2 separate regions of the Mus musculus genome follow, and region 1 is linked to region 2. A link is a contact called in public Hi-C data. All regions are on one chromosome and are shown on one strand. Each heading gives the region's core, a stretch centred on a gene start, on an enhancer-like site or on the middle of the called end of the contact. The rest is flanking DNA. Distances are from core to core; before and after follow the strand shown.

Region 1 (3,975 bases), core at 539-3,038, 190 kb before region 2:
TGGGTATCTTGTGAATGTTCAATGACATTTGTGTGCTTGGCACAAATGCTTGGTGAGGATTAGGTGGCTATATTAATGTTAATGTTACTGTTTACTTACCCAATGAGCTGATGATACAGGCTCACTCCATTGGAGGAATATTAACAATGACCTATGAAACCTTCAAGGAAAAAGAATGTCAGAGATTAGAAGGTCTGGCAGGCTGGTAAGGACTGGGGCATTCTGAAGAAGACTGGGAAAGGAAAAGAATAGATTTATAATTCTTAGGGCCACACAGAAAACTCAGTTCTGGTCCCTCCTATGCTCTGTGGTTTTGTTGTCCTCTCTGGGAGAACACTGGGAGTTTAACTCATTTACTGTGATAAAATATTTTTGTATGAACTAAGGTGAGGGACTGGAGAGATGGCTCATTGGTAAGAGTATACACTGCTCTTGCAGAAGACCAGTTCCTACCCGTTTATGTGTGGTGGCTCATAACTACCTCCTAAAATTCCAGTTTCAGGGACACAATGTCTTTGGGTCTCCAAGAGCACCTGCACTTATGTGCACATGTGAGCACACAACATACACACAATTCAATATAAAATAAATAAATCTTTAAAGAAAATAGAAAGGTGAAGCAATTTATGATAGTATCATTTTTGTTTTGGATCATACTAATTTTACTTAAGATGAGATACTAAAAATTTAATATATGACAAAGAATGTCAAGCATGCAAATGTATATAGTTCTTTAACCAAAAGTTCAGCCATCTATTTATTAATTGCATACACATTTGCTGGACTCCTGGTGCATTCCAGATATTGTTTTGCATTTTCTTTCTTTTTTTTTCTATTTTTCTTTTCATAAAGTCTATACTGATGAACTGAAAAAAAATTGAAAAGACTAACAGTTCTTCCCTCACTGGATGTGTGCATGTGTGTGTGTGTGTATTTGTGTGTGAGCAAATAAACACATGATTTATATAATGATATGTAGCAAAAATCAAGCCAAGGAAGACAGAGAGTATGAGCTGCAAGGGGAAGACAGCCTCCACTCAAGGCATTTCGAAAGACTTTAATCTTTATAGAAAGTTTATAAAACTTTTTGAGCCAATGTCATTTCAGAAGCCTTTCTGTGTGTTCTGGATCATCTAGTTCAGAGAAGCAAGAAAACCATTAAGGAACACACTTATGATAAACCAAGAGTGTTATGATAATACCTAGACACAGCATGGTGGCAGTGAAGAGAGTGGCCAGACTCTTGACAGTCCTCCAAGGTAGACCCAACAGAACTTGGTGATGGAGTGGATGTGAGGAGTGAGATAAGAGAATTCAAGAATGACTGAGTGTTCACAACAGTGTGACTGAAGCTGCCATCTCCTCAGAGGGGATGAACAAGTGGCTCAAGTTTCCGGTTTACAATAGGAGGTAGAATTTTGGTGAATTAAGTCAGACGCTTAGTCATCTAAGCGAAGATTCTACAAATGAGAAGAGACAACATAGGATATAAAGGCCTGCAGTTCAGGGGAGGGATTTCACATTTGGAATTACAAGCCCCATCAAAGTATTTAATGCCATGGTTGAATGGGGTTTCCAGTGGAAGGTGCTGCACACTAGATTGAGGGGAGAATTTTGGAACTTGGAAATGTTTAAGGAACTGATATTAAGTGACCTCAGGAGCTAAAAAAGCCAGCTGCTGGGCTAATGAAAAGCTGCCATTGCTGTGGGTCTTCTAGCAGTCACCGGAAGATGTTACTGCAACAGGGGACAGGTGAGCTGAGTCAAATGTTACCTTGATCACGATGATTTGAATCATCTCTGGATTTGGCAAAGCAACAGCCACTTGTAACTTTCTTGAGAAGGACTGAGGTGGAGTGGGAGATCCAAGGGGAAGATTAGTGTCAGTTTCAGAGTAGAGAAATCCAAGACAGACGAATCAATTTTAAGAGGGAAATTTGACTACGATGTAGACCTTAAAAGTGGACTGAAGTAGCTAGCATGAGAAGCGAGGTCAAAAGGCTGAAGCTGAGTGTGAGAAGTAGCAGGTGTCTGTAAGTTAGTCCAGTGGGCAGAGACATCGCTGCAGGTTGGTGATGGAGATGATGACAGGCTTAAGTGTACTTTCTGGTACTTGAACCCTGCAACACTTACATAAGGATTCACATTTTTCTTCAGCCTCGGTTTCCATACCTCAGTCAAGTGAGAAAAGGCCCAAGATCTTATGAGTTATATATTTAAAAAGTGCCGTAATCCTCTTCATATCTAAGCCAAAGTAGAGGTAGTTTTTGTTTTCAGTTTTGCTCTTTAGAAAAGGACAGAACACAGAAAAGAGTTAGAAAGAATATTTAATGAATGGCCGTTCGACAAAACTATCCACTTTAGCATCATTTAATTTCTATAATAATCCTATGAATTAGGTATTGCTCTCTTTTTCCAGGTAGAGAAAACTATGTCTAGAGAAATCAAATGGTTCCTTCAAGATTTAAGAGTTCATGAGGGACTGACTCATGTTAACTTCCTCTGTAGTATACTTCAAAATGCCATTTACGTGGAAGTAAAATCCCTAGTAAAAGCCTTAGTAAATTTTCTTAGAAGTAAAATCCTCATAAACTGATGGTTTGACTCACCTGTGGAAACACAAGCTTCTGGTTCTTAGTCATTTGTCCGCACAGTTTTGTCATCTATAAGCATAATCATCCATAATTATATGTGATTGCTAAATACCCCCAACTATTCACTTTCAAACAATTATTGTTTAGACTTACACAGAATACCAGAGTGATATGTGTGTTTTGTTTAAATGAACAATTTCATTATTCAGAAAAATCACAATCCTATATAGCTTGCCATCTATAGTCTTGGTAAATTTAGTGTGCCTACAGATTAAAGTATTTTCAAGAACCCTGTGATATAAGAATCCTGTCCATAAGATGGAGTTCAAAAAGCCTCATTCTATAGACAGTTTGAATATGCACAGGGTAGAAACTTCCAAAGAGAGACACTCCCACTGGTTTGGAGATGAACAAATTTTTGTTTTTTGGTTTTTGGTTTTTGGTTTTTGTTTTTGTTTTTTTTTTGTTTTTTGTTTTTTGTTTTTTGTTTTTTGTTTTTTGTTTTTTGTTTTTTGTTTTTTGTTTTTTTTTTTTCGAGACAGGGTTTCTCTGTGTAGCCCTGGCTGTCCTGGAACTCACTCTGTAGACCAGGCTGTCCTGGAACTCAGAAATTCGCCTGCCTCTGCCTCCCAAGTGCTGGGATTAAAGGCATGCGAAATCTTGAATTCACCTCTGTAAATACTCAGATTTCATTTTTCTTAGTCTTAAATACAGTCTTATTGGCTCCTTCCAGCCAGTATAGCAATACTAATCCATACTTATTAGCAAACTCTCAGGAAGAGGACTATCTGCTTGTTTGAGGCATTTGAAATACTAAGCTCCTTAAAGAGTCCCCCGCTTCAGGAGGAACACAGCCCTCAACAGGATTTTTATCAACTTCTTCATGGACAAAGAAAGCCTTAGCATCTGTCTTACAACAAAAGGGGAAGCAAAATACCATGAAGGTGTGTTGTTACAACTGAGCAGTGAAACCTGTTCCACAGGGCAGCTGTGAGACAGGGAAAAAAACAAAACAAAACAAAAAAAAACAACAAACAAACAAACAAACAAAAAAACCTCTTGGGAAACTTTAGACCCTTGAGTTAAAAGAAGAAAAAAATGCAAAATTTTTTAATGTTAAATTATCAATCATTTTGGACATTTCTTCAGATAAGAGTCAGATAAAACTGGAAGTAAGCAATAATCCTCCATCACGTGGGTGCTGCCTGGGAGAATGGTATATGACTTTTTGTGTAGAACTCGTGCCTCATAGCAGAGGGAGATCTTTGGGTCACAACACGGAAACTAGTAAATTACAAAAACATAATAAATATTGGTTAGCATGTTCACTGCCAGCATAAGCCACAGTGGAGAGAAGAGGATATAAGCTTATTATTGATAG
Region 2 (3,566 bases), core at 818-3,317:
CTGAAGAATAACACCCAAACTCTTAGACAATGTTGGGAAAGAGCATGGACACTATTTTGAAAAGTCAAGGAAGAGGACACTCTTTTAAGCAAATAGTTACTTTCCAGCACTGAGAATTTTTACAAGATCGCTTTCATAACTGTGGTCAGAGTTCATGTAGCTGAGTTAGAAGGACTAAGATCCAAGAGAGCATAGCTTTTGAGCTCAAGCAAGTACAGTTTGCCTGCTTGGGTTTGAAAACTTTAGCTGCTGCATCTGTCATTAAAAATAGGAACAGTGGAAAGCACGCTCTTGCTCTAAAACTGTAATTATGTTACTTGGTTGAAGATAAATTCCTAGTGTCTTGAGTGCGATTTTAAATATTCATTGCTGGTTTTCTCTTCCAGTGTTTTTCTCCATATATTTACACATAATTCTTAATTCTTCCTTACCTCTCACCAATGCTTACATTATCCTACACTAGATATACAAAAGGAGAAAGTAGTCAGTATGTAATACAGGGTGTTTGTGGTGAAATGAACCTTTATAAAACAATAGATCTACATTTAGAATAAAATGCATCTTTATGTTGAATGTTCCAAACTGTACTTTGCCAATAAGTAGAACAGTCACACTAAAATAAATCCTAGATCCCTTGAATGTGGGCTGGGCTTCATAACTAATATTGAACCAATATAGGAGGGAAAGAATATTTTGTAAAGCTGTCAAGGAATCTTCTTAACTGATAAAGGTAGTATCTTCTGCCAGGATGCACATTTGCATTATGCACTAAGCGACATATGATAAGAATGTTGGCAAGCCCATGCGCGATCCTTCCCTGAAGTCCGTACCCTTGGTCTAATTACTTGGCAAACATCATCCAAACATTGCTCCAACTGAGTGAGATTCTATAAAGTACTGAGTATTTCTCCTTAAAACTCCCAGAGTCATTGCAAATGAAGATTGAGAAAACATCACACAAGTTGAGAAGTCTAGAGCAGGCGTCCTGACTCTGTGCAGTATTCTGATCTTGACCCCGGAATTAAAAAGAAGCATTAGGAAAAACTGGTAGAATCTGAACACCAATGCTAGTTTAGTTAATAGAGTGTAGCAATGTTCAACAAAGGAACTATGGCTTGTAAGAGGTGATTAGTAGAGAAAATATGAATTGAAACTCCCTGTACTATCTTTCCAAATTTCTAAATATATTCTTCAGTCCTCAACATCTAACTTGATCACCCACATACACACATAAATGAACACCCTCTCCCACCAGGACCATGTAAATCTTGATATGAATAAGGAAACACAGTTCTGGCTTCTGAACTGTTTTTTTTCCCCATGGGCAAGTAAAATACATCATTTTATGACTTTGCAGGTTTTTGAGACCTTGAGCTTGTATTTTTTTTCTGCTGCAGCATCATTGGTATTGATATCGTACATGTACAAAAATTCTTAGCTTTCCATGTTTCTCAGTATTTACACCTAGGTGTAGTATTGGGATATCTGTAAGTGTTTCATTTTACTATACTGGTTGTCCATGGCACAGAATAGACCTCCCTACTGTGTGATAGTGAATTTGATCTGCAAGGTGAATACTTGTTGCTTTGCTTATTAAGAGAGACTGTCTAAGCCTATGTTATACCAGTGATTAGACAATATACAAGGAAATGGAATTTATTAGCCATAGAGTTCTGACAGTTGAAAAGGCACACATTGAGAGATTCATATCAAACCAAGACCTCAGTGATATGATGTGCCAAATGGAATGCCAGGGTATGAGATAATCAGCTCCATTAGCACGCTCATTTGTAACTGACCCAAATCCATCCTTAAGGCAGATCTCCCATAGACTGAATACATCCCATGAGAACACACTTCCTGACTTTATTGCCCTACAGATTAAGTTTTTGACACATAGGTGTACTTTACACAATTGAAACTGTCATATACCAGCACGGAGAAGAAAGGTTTCTGTCTCCTAAGTACTCAGACAAGCCCACATTGATTCTCTGAATGTGCAGACAGAGTCTGTGTAAGCAAAAACCCCTCTTAGTCATTCTAGATATAAGCACCGAGAGTTTTTGGAAGCTCTATTGTATGAGCTTCAGAGAAATATTTATAGTTTAGAGAAAACAGGAAACATCCTTAGACTACCTTCTCACTGAGGTTTTTATGGTCCTACTGAAGTCCAATTTATTCATCCAACCTCAACTGTCTAGTGGTCTCTTTGTGAGTACATGGTTCCTTTTCTAGATTGCTAAAGCCACCTTTTCTGGTTCCATCCATCAATGTCTACACTCTGGACTTCATTTTATAAATTTCCTCTTACACTTCACTTTGTCTTCTAGTTTTATGTTGTTTACCAGTCTCTTCATTTGCTAATCCCTTGACCTCATATTATAAAGTAATACATATGATAATAATACAAGGAGAAGGTACATAATCTTTTCTGTTCTCTAGTAGGTCATAAAAATGTCTGTATGATGCAAATTCACTCTCTATTATTGACGTTTATTGTTCAGTCATGTAAAGTTTTATACATAAAAGTAATTTCCCATATCACATAGAATGAGTGCTTTCTATAAAAAATGACACATATAGAAAGTATATTTTTTTACCAAAGGAAACATCGTATGAGTATTATCTCAATTTAATTGTGATTTAGTTGGTCTCATGTACATTATTTATAAGGACGGGGGAGATGAAGATGGAATGGAAAGCTATGGAAGGAACCATTTTTAACTCCAAACAGATGTGACATTGTTTAATTTACAAGTAGCTTGGAAATGATGGGTGGATCTATGTCATATGTCTTATAAAGTTTCTAGCCCAAGGAGTAAAGAGCTCTGTGAACCTTCTTCATTTTTGCCAGCAAAAGTGATATCACCCAGTCCTGAAATTCAACTGTCAGTTTAAGCATGAAACAGAGCAGCTGTTGGCACCATGTGACTTTGGGCCTGAGGAGGGAATAGGAAGTGGGCTGAACCTTGATGTAGGAAAGCTGAGCCATTTATGGTGGGGGAGGTGGGGAGCGTGATCGCTGTGTGTTTCTGATGACCATGCACTCACTACATCGAGTGGTAAATAATGACTTGTACTAATTTATCACACTTACCATTGCAACCTACCAGTTTTGAGTCATTGTAAGATTTCTAGAAAAATCATAAGTAGTATAGGAATTGGCTAAAAGCTTTCAGGAAGGAAAGAGGCAAAAATCATGGTGCAGTAGATGTTTGGTAGCTCTTCATCTGTTCCTTCCTCTAGCTAGTTCCTGCATCGCCAGACTGCTGTACTTTGAGCCCCACGTGTCTTCTCTGGGTTTTGGTTCAGTGAGGTTCACATTGTGCCGAAGGAGAAGTTATGCTGTTTTAAACAGCTTTCCTCATTTGTAGTGGTTCTATGTTGACTTCCAGCATGGCCCATTTTTTAGCTGGAGTCTGGAGAGAATGTTTATTTCCTTTTCCCACAACTCTTAATTGTTACAGCACCACTGATTAAAACGATAGATCCCATCCCCCAGCCCCCACATACTATTCAATTCACACTGTCTGAAAACCAGTTGGACATTCATGTGCTGAGCTTGG

Evidence for each region. Hi-C and Micro-C count contacts between places; a contact is called where the count stands out from the background.
Region 1: a contact with region 2 is called in a Hi-C map of Th2 cells, with 2.0 times the contacts expected there. The contact joins two enhancer-like sites. A contact is called at or near these places in 2 of 484 Hi-C or Micro-C datasets (both in Th2 cells) and 1 of 9 other capture datasets (adipose tissue).

The regions. Positions count from the first base shown.
Region 1 is chr9:85,292,509-85,296,483 of GRCm38.p6, reverse strand. No RefSeq gene overlaps it. Among named protein-coding and RNA genes, the nearest start is that of Tent5a, 33 kb to the left of the region's middle. Within about 2 kb of position 1,788, at least 4 of the 459 cell types and tissues checked have an H3K27ac peak or open chromatin away from gene starts, as enhancers often do. A contact at or near this core is called in Th2 cells, where this site is marked.
Region 2 is chr9:85,106,017-85,109,582 of GRCm38.p6, reverse strand. No RefSeq gene overlaps it. Among named protein-coding and RNA genes, the nearest start is that of Tent5a, 220 kb to the left of the region's middle. Within about 2 kb of position 2,067, at least 7 of the 459 cell types and tissues checked have an H3K27ac peak or open chromatin away from gene starts, as enhancers often do. A contact at or near this core is called in Th2 cells, where this site is marked.